Linked DNA regions of Sus scrofa: regions 1 and 2 are each linked to region 3. Evidence: chromatin contacts called from public HiChIP or PLAC-seq data. All regions are on one chromosome and are shown on one strand. The core of a region is the stretch at or near the end of the contact, and the rest is flanking DNA. Distances in the headings are between cores, read along the strand shown. Region 1 has its middle 32 kb from the start of DDIT4. Region 2 holds the start of ANAPC16 (anaphase promoting complex subunit 16). Region 3 has its middle 31 kb from the start of PSAP.

What was found. HiChIP or PLAC-seq counts read pairs in DNA pulled down with a chosen protein or histone mark.
Region 1: a contact with region 3 is called in an H3K27ac HiChIP or PLAC-seq map of alveolar macrophages. The contact joins two enhancer-like sites. A contact is called at or near these places in 1 of 47 Hi-C or Micro-C datasets (epiblast stem cells) and 1 of 2 datasets of contacts at active chromatin or transcription factors (alveolar macrophages).
Region 2: a contact with region 3 is called in an H3K27ac HiChIP or PLAC-seq map of alveolar macrophages. The contact joins the promoter of ANAPC16 here to the enhancer-like site in region 3. A contact is called at or near these places in 1 of 5 promoter capture datasets (liver), 14 of 47 Hi-C or Micro-C datasets (alveolar macrophages, brain, embryonic fibroblasts and 10 more) and 2 of 2 datasets of contacts at active chromatin or transcription factors (alveolar macrophages and skeletal muscle).

Annotation. Positions count from the first base shown.
Region 1 is chr14:75,148,039-75,150,738 of Sscrofa11.1, reverse strand. No RefSeq gene overlaps it. Among named protein-coding and RNA genes, the nearest start is that of DDIT4, 32 kb to the right of the region's middle. Within about 2 kb of position 1,423, at least 18 of the 83 cell types and tissues checked have an H3K27ac peak or open chromatin away from gene starts, as enhancers often do. A contact at or near this core is called in alveolar macrophages, where this site is marked.
Region 2 is chr14:75,081,274-75,084,255 of Sscrofa11.1, reverse strand. ANAPC16 (anaphase promoting complex subunit 16) reads right to left here and starts at 1,583. Exons shown (of 4, transcript NM_001190225.1): 1 at 1,442-1,583. ASCC1 (activating signal cointegrator 1 complex subunit 1) reads left to right here and starts at 1,275. Exons shown (of 11, transcript NM_001244083.1): 1 at 1,275-1,373.
Region 3 is chr14:74,799,344-74,802,043 of Sscrofa11.1, reverse strand. It overlaps a transcript of PSAP not described here. Among named protein-coding and RNA genes, the nearest start is that of PSAP, 31 kb to the right of the region's middle. Within about 2 kb of position 1,288, at least 25 of the 83 cell types and tissues checked have an H3K27ac peak or open chromatin away from gene starts, as enhancers often do. A contact at or near this core is called in alveolar macrophages, embryonic fibroblasts and fetal liver, where this site is marked.

The DNA of each region.
Region 1 (2,700 bases), core at 174-2,673, 350 kb before region 3:
TCCCATCATGGCTCAGTGGTTAACGAATCTAAGAACCATGAGGTTGCCGGTTTGATCCCTGGCCTTGCTCAGTGGGTTAAGGATCCAGCGTTGCTGTGAGCCGTGATGTAAGTCGAAGACGCAGCTCTGATCTGGCGTTGCTGTGACTGTGGCATAGGCTTGGCGGCTACAGCTCCGATTCGATCCCTGGCCTGGGAACCTCCATATGCCGCAGAAGCAGCCCTTACTAAAGGCAAAAAGACAAAAAAAAAAAAAAAAAAAAAATGTGTCCTAGAGAAGATGACAGGGTGGAAGGGAGCATGAGGGATGGAAGGGAGCATGAGGAGAGGGCCAGGGACCCTTAGCCTCTGGGGGGAAGTGAGAGAACATAAGATCCGTGAGCCGGAGGGAGGGTTCAGCACGGCAGGTCCTGCTGGGACGAGCAGCTGTGCCTGATGGAAGGTGATGGGGGAGGGTGGGGGTGCGGGCGGCCCGAAGCCCCAGGTACAGCTTTGGGGCCACGTGGCCTCTGCAAAGCCTTCAGCCCCCAGCAGAGCTGAAATGGAAACTCTGAGTCCAGTTTCAGGATCAACGGAGGAGCTGAGGGAAGATGGAAAGCAGCTGAAAATGCCTTAGTTTGGCTGTTGCCCCATTCAAATCCTTTCCTTCTACAACGCCCTGCAGCTGTGGCCAATTGAAGAGCTTCCCAAGCACAATGGTAACCTCTCCCTGTGCCCCTCACAGCCGGCCTCTGGGCCTGGCCGGGCAGCTGTTAAAGCCATTTCACCAGTGAGGACCTGAGAAGCCGACAGGTCACACAGCCCGGAAGGTGTGAACATGAGGTGAGGCCAACTGCTGGGCATGGGAAAGGAAAACCAACAGCCAGATTCCAGAAAGGATCCACAACATTCGTCATCCCACCATCAGAGCTCCCATTGACTGAGCTCTTACTGCATGCCTGCTCTCTCATCCGCCCCCTGAGCCCACGGGAAAAGCCGCATACAGTAACTGTGATCCCTATTCTACAGATGAGGCCTCTGATGTCCAGAGAGGTTAAGTCCATTGCCTAAGGTCACACAGTCACAGGTGGTGAAACAGACAGATCCGATCACAGGGCAGAGTGTGTGCTGGCCTGAACCACAAGTGTAAGCCTCCGCCGTGAGCACGCGTGAGAAAAACCCACAGAGAATGTGTGCAAGGTGGAGGGCTGGGTTCCAAGCAGTGGGGAACAGCTGTGTTGGCGGGGGGGGGAGGGGCGCAGAATGTGTGTGTGAGCACAGCTTTGACAGCGGCAAACAGTGCGTGGGAGTGTGTTGACGACAGGGTGTGGGATGGCAGTGCCATCGCCATGTGTGTTTCTGCTGGCAGCGGAATGTTCTGGTCTGTGTTGATAAACAACAGTTTGGGCAGGCTTGAGGCTGGAGCGGGGACAGAAGAGAAGCACTGGGGGGCGGGGACAAGCCCAGGGGTGACCGGAGGCCCAAGCCTGCAGCTCCCAGAATAACGAGGGAAAACAGAGCGGAGGCAGTTGTTTTCTCAGCTGACCTCACTGGGTGCGCTCCTCTGGGTGTGGATCCCTCTTCAAATCACCTGATGCCCATAAACGTGAAAAACAGGAGCAGGGACACGCTGTGAGGAAGAGAGTGTTCTTCCTGGAGTGCTAGTTGCACGGACGGAGGTTTAATCAACAGCTGAGGCCAGTGCAAACGCATCGTGATGTCCGTGGCCGGGCAGAGTCTTCAAAAGTCAGCTTCTTGGAAGAGGTGGCACCCCCGAGACCATCCCAGGTCACGACTGTAACAGGAGCCCCTGCATCTCACCCTCGCCTCTTGGCAGGCATAGGTGTGAGCCTGCAAGCAAGGGCACCCCAACCTGGGAGTTGTCACATGAGAGATACCCCGGGGTCGGGCCCCCAGCCCACTGCTCCCATCAGAATGCCCCCTCCCAAGGCTCCCTCTCCATTCCTGGGCTGCCATGTTGCCTCAGGACCTTAGATTCACCGCCTCCTGGATGCCTTCCACACTCCCCACCCCACTACCTTAAAACGGCCTCCCTCAGCTGCTCTCATTGCCAGGGCCCTTCACGCAGGCCACACCATGTGCATGTCGCCTGATCATCTGCTCAGTGCGGGCACTGAATGAGGCAGAAATGGAGGGGGGCAGGTGTGGGTGAAGACCCTTGAAGACTTTGTAACTGCCCTCAAGGATCTTGTGGCTCCGCTGGGGCACACAGAGGGGAACAGCATGAATAAAGCCAAGTGTGATAAAGCCAAGTGAGGTCACCAGAGCCAGTGCTTCTGATCTGGAAGCTGGGGGATTGGGGGGGGGATGGCGCATGGCGGGAGTGGTGGCCCTGCCAAATTAGTTTTAGCTCCTTGAGTTCAGGGATCTTCTGAAGCCAACACACAGAATCTGCTAAATCAGTGTCTGTAGTTTCTTGATTGAAAGCCTCCAAACCACCCTCTGAAATCCTTGTTTGGGAGCTAGAGGTGCCCCCCCGCCCCGCCCTCTGTGGGGTTGGAGGAAGGAAGTCTTGGCCTGGCCGAGCTGGTGGAGGAGGCTGGCGATACTCTTCCCTGTTCTGCTGGCCGCCCTCCCGTCAAGGGCTTGTTATTCCCCAGGGTTGTTTAACGTGTGCTTCCTGTACCCCAGAGCTCGCAGCACCCAGTCACCTCAAAGACCAGGGCAGGAGAGAAACACCTTAGGCTGAGGCTCCTGCTGG
Region 2 (2,982 bases), core at 334-2,833, 280 kb before region 3:
TCACTAATGATTTTTTCCTGAATCATTTTTTCCCTATGCCAGATCAGTTTTTTTAAATGATTTTTATTTTTTCCATTAAGTTGGTTTACAGTGTCCTGTCAATTTCCTACTGTACAGCAAAGTGACCCAGTCACGCACACATATATACATTCTTTTTCTTACATTATCTTCCATCATGCTTCATCACAAGTGACTAGATATAGTTCCCAGTGCCATACAGCAGGATCTCACTGCTTTATCCAGATCCCGGTTTTTCATACTTATTGTTTCAACACACTCAAGGGAAAAGTTATTACTCCCTCCATTTGACATATAGTCAGCACACTCCTAGAGGGGAAAGAACCTGCTCAGAAAGAGGGAACATGCACTTCACACTAACATGCACTTCACACTTTTAAGGTTCATAATCTTAGGAAGAACCCCTTTCTTAGGAAAAGGGGGAGGAGTTATCTTTTTACCCTGGAGGCCTAGCACAGAACCTGGATCACAATTTCTCCTGAATAATGAACAAATGACAGAACACAGGGCGAGCAGCTCAGCAAAGGTTACCCAGGGGCTAGAGAAGATTGGTATGAAGAGGACTGGTTCATTATCATTTTGTTTTTCTTCCTCATTCTGCAGATCTATTTACATAACTCTTTCTCCCACTTGGCTGCTATGCCCAAAGTTGATGCTCTGTAAAATTTTGACAAATGTTTAAATACTGATGATGAGGTAACCTGGGATTTGACGCTATCAGGAAAGCTGGAACTATTAGCAGTAGCGATCCTTGCAGTAGAACAATGCTCTCTGGGGAGATACAGCACGGCTGTGTTCACATTGGTGAGATAATCAACACATTTACTTCATATACGATGGGGATGACCTCGTATTCATAAACTACTTTCCTTCCTGGCAGATATATACCTATCTTAGAAAGAACCTTTTCCTTTTAAAAATGTCCTATCATAAAGATACTGAAGGAAGTACGCTGGTACAATGGCAAATTATTAGAAGCAATTATTAAACTCCATCATCAAGAAAACATTCATTCCGCTGTGTTTCACTTAAACAGCTGGATTACCATTCAAAAAGATGTGCAGCTAAAAACAAGTGGGGCGGAAAGAAATGGGCTGCCAAGAGGAGGGATCAGAACGCCAACGGTTCTCAAGCTACCTCCAAGTCACAGCCACAGCCTCACCCCCACCCCCACCCCGACCCGCCATCGAGTCCCCAGAGGGCTACGCCAACAGCGCCGTTCCACTGCGCAGGCGCCAGCCCTCGGCCCGCATGCGCACTAGCCAGGCGCGGCCTAAGGAAATTTCCTCTTGCACGCCCTCTGCGGCAGGCTCCCATTCCTCCTCCTACTTTCTCCATTTTACTAGTCCCTGCAGGTAGGATCCCAGAGATCAAGTCCCTTTCCACCAGGCTCTCGAGGGTCCCTGAGCCCTCGGCCACTTACCTCAGCAGCTTTGGCACTTTCCCCTACAGCCCCGCCCCCAAGGCCGACTGGTGCGGCCGAGTTAACATCGACAAGGGCGGCGCCGTGCTCGCGCCCGCGTGGAGGGACCGGCAGCGGCGTGCGCGTGCCCCTTGCAGTAGTGGGCGTGGCCGGGGCGGAGAGGACTTCCGGGTCCTTCTCCTCCTCGTTCCCGGATTTTCTTTTTGCTGTGGGGTCCGTATTTCTCCGCTACCTTTGGAGTACTCGTTTTATTTTTTCTTGCTCACTTTTGTCATTTAGGGTTTTATCTTAACGCACGGCATTTCAGGCCTTCTGCTTTGCTCTCTCTTACCAAACCGTCACGCTGCAGGGTTAAATTTGTTATTCCGCCATCCTTCTGAGCAGACTCGTATCCCAAGGAAAGGCAGATGAACAGCTTCCTATCTCAGACAACGCTCTTTCCCAGAGCTCAGTCTCAGCGCCCTTCCTTAACATTAAAATCTACTTTTGTGGAGAGATTTATTTGAAAGGTCCTGGAGGAATAGGGCACTAGGATGTAAAGTCATTAAACTTGATAATTATACCCCTTCTGACATTCAAGTCTGTTTATTTTACTTATTATTTTATTCATTTTACTGCTAATCTCAACAGGAAATCACCACTTGGTTCTGTAAGCAAATTACCAATTAAAGCTATTTTCTTGCTGGGATTGGGTTGAGCGTTAGGGTATTTAGTGAGAATTGATTTTTTGAGGGGGAACTCTAACTTATTTTGGGCTTCATGACCGTCTAACACATATAGTGGGAACATTGGTTGAGCTTAACTATGGCTAGCCCATAAGGAATCTTTGTTTCCAGATTTTTTTTTTCTTTTTTTCAGGCTGCACCCACGGCATGTTGAACTTCCCAGCCTAGGGGTCGAATTGAAGCTGTAGCTGCCAGCCTACACCACAACCACAGCAACGTGGGGGATCTAAGCCCACAGGAACTATACCACAGCTCACAGAAATGTTGGATCCTTAACCCACTGAGCAAGGCCAGGGATGGAACCCGCATCCTCATGATTCCTAGTCGGGTTTGTTAACCACTGAGCAATGAAGGGAACTCCTCTTTCCAGAATTATTGATTCTTTAAGTGATGTTTAGAAGCTTGGCCTCTCAGTGAAGTGATGTACAGTTTGGGGGCCCACAGAAATTGGATTCCTCCCCTCAGCAATGTGTTCGTTTGGAGAACCATGTTGCTTAAGTCATATTTGATTCTGATAGGCATTTTGATTTTGTTGCGCATATAGTTTTAACACCTCTAAAAGTTCTTCAGGATCTTTTGTCCTCCCCTTGAGGATAAGTGTATTAAATATCCCTGCTTTTCTTAATTACCATGCTGGTTAGAGTGGGTGAGACACTGCAAATGTTTAGGTAAACACAGAAGATTGCATTTTACTCCTAAAGGTTAATGTTACAAAGAGACCTCTGTTCTTTCTGTCAAAGCCATGGACAAGCTCAGTATCTTTTAATCACTTTTTTGGGGAATGCCAATAGTTTACAAATTATCTAGAGTGAGCCA
Region 3 (2,700 bases), core at 39-2,538:
ACAACAACAAAAAACCTCTAACTAGAAAATAATGATTAGTGAGAAAAAGCGATTAGGCAAGGAAGAAATCATTTGCGAGAAGCCTGTTAGTGTAAGTTCGTGGGCCAAGGCAGGGCCTAACCTAATGTGGAGACTTTTAACTAGTTTCTTAGTTGTAACCCTATTTCCTAATCATTAACTCTTGAGTCAGCCTTTTGAGACTGAGAGGAGGCTAAAGGAAAAGGATTTATTTCCAAATACAAGGACACAGGAGGCCTGGATGGGGGGAGGGGGAGGTTGACAGGGAGGGGGAGGAGGGGGCATGGCGCAGAGGGGAAGCCGGGGCTGTGAAGCAAAGCTGCTTCCTTCACATGCGGTCAGAGCTGCTGGCTGAACCTCATCACTATCTTTTACATCATTATACACAATTCCTGAGCTTCTGCGACTCCATTTTGAAACTCAGGAAGGGCAAATCACGTTGGTGGCAAGGCCTGAGCCAGGGGAACGTGGGGTCAGGGAGCGATTCAGGCCTCCAGGCTCTTTTTTCTCTGGGATGGAGGGTGATGCGAACCAGGCAGGCAAGTTCTCTGCATGTCAGCACTACCCACCTCCCAACCACTCCTGTAGCCATTTGACAGACCAGAAGGCTGAGGCACAGGGGGACCTGCCCAAGATTACACGGGCAGCGGAAGTTTGGGAGGGCTGATATCAGAAGCCCAGAGGAAAGAACTTCCTATGCAGTGGGAGAAAAGGGCAGCTTCTTGGGGGAGGTGGCTGGGCCCAAAGGTCGAAGCAGAAGTGCGCGCGCGTGTGTGTGTGTGTGTGTGTGTGTGTGTGTGTGTGATTTATTTATTTATTTTTATTATTACTCAAATGAATTTATCACATCTGTAGTTGTATAATGAATGGTGTGTGTGTGTTATTCTCAAAATTAATGTCTTCTGAAAACTGAGTCCTCCAACTGATTCCCTTTCTACGTGGACTCCTGCACCCATGCTCAAGGGCTAGCTCACAGCGCTGCCTGCGCATCCCTCCAGGGTCGGTTCGTGAGCGGGGCGGATGGATGAACAGGTGTGAGGATGCACCCCTGGGCCGCCAAAGCGCCTCAGCTGGGCATGAACGGATCCTCTCCTCTCTGCGGCCAGGAGAGGGGCTCCCCTCCGTGCGCTCGGGGCCTCCCCTCCGCTCGCTCCCTGGATCGGTGTGCTACCCTGCCGCTTTCCACATGGACCGCGTTGAACCTGAAATCACTCAGCGGGTGGTTTCTGATCCTCTTTCGCTTCTCTTTCTCGGGAGACCTGAAGCTCCCTCCACTGGGGTTGCACAACATTGCATTTCGAAAGCGGATGAGGATGGCTTTTGTTCTTGCGAGCCTTCGCCCTGTCCCGCCCCGCAAGCGTCCGTGGGGCCAGGAGAGTCTTGCACAAGCTGCGAGAGGAGAGGGGTGTCTGCGGTGGGAACTGGGCCCCGACTGCCCCAGTGCTTTAAAACCGCCACCCTACTCCACCCCACTCCACCCTATTCCTGCCCCCCACAGCAGACTTGCGGTTAAAATGCAATCAGGTTGCTTATGAAAGTCGGGATAGCAGTTACTGCTTCAGGAGGAGCGAAGCGTGGTGCCTGGGGACAGGCCCGCGAAGGGGCTGGTGGGGTGGTTGACCAAGTTCTTTTTCTTTGTCTCCATGGCAGTTCACCTTGTAGTAATTAGTTAAGCCATTGGAACCATGGGATAGTCTGTATTTTGTCTCTCCCCCTTCCCCATGCCTTTTTTTTTTTTTTTTTTTTCTTTTTAGGGCCACACCTGCAGCATCTGGAAGTTCCCAGGCTAAGGGTCCAATCGGAGGTGCATCTGCCGGCCCATGCCACAGCCACAGCAATGCTGAATCCGAGCTGCAGCTGGCAACACTGGATCCTTAACCCACTGAACGAGGCTAGGGATCCAATCTGCATCCTCATGAATACTAGTTGGGTTCTTAACCTGCTTAACTACAATGGGAACTCCTGGGGTTTTTTTGTTTGTTTGTTTGTTTCTTGTTTTTTAATTTTTTATTTTACAGTGAAAACATTTAAAAGATATTCAACCAATTAAAGTTGTTAAAGTAGGAGTTCCCTGGTGGCCTAGCAGATTAAGCATCTGGCATTATCACTGCTGCGGCTTGTGGGCCCCTCTTGTGGCATGGGTTTGATCCCTGGCCTGGGAACTTCTGCATGCTGGTGCAGCCAAAAAAAGAAAAAAAAAAAAGATAAAAGAAAAAAAAAGAAAGAAAAAAATCAAATAAATAAGTTGTAAAAGTAAAATTCCAATTCCGATTTTCTCCTTCCTTCTTACCCTCTCCGTCTCTCCATCTCTTCCCCCTTTCTTTTTTCCTTTCTTCTTCTCCTCTTTCAAGTTTCTCTTTTTTTTTTTTTTTTTTTTTTTTACTTTTTCTCTTTCTTTATTGGCTGTTTTTCTCTTTTTTCTTTTAGTCTTTTTTAGGTCCGCACTTGCCGCATATGGAGGTTCCCAGGCTGGGGGTCCAATCGGAGCTACAGCTGCCGGCCCACACCACAACCACAGCAATGCCAGATCCGAGCCACGTCTGTGACCTACACCACAGCTCATGGCAATGCCGGATTCTTAACCCACTGAGTGAGGCCAGGGATTGAACCCACAACCTCATGGTTCCTAAGTGGATTTGTTTCCACTGTGCCACAATGAGAACTCCCTATTGGTTGTTTTCC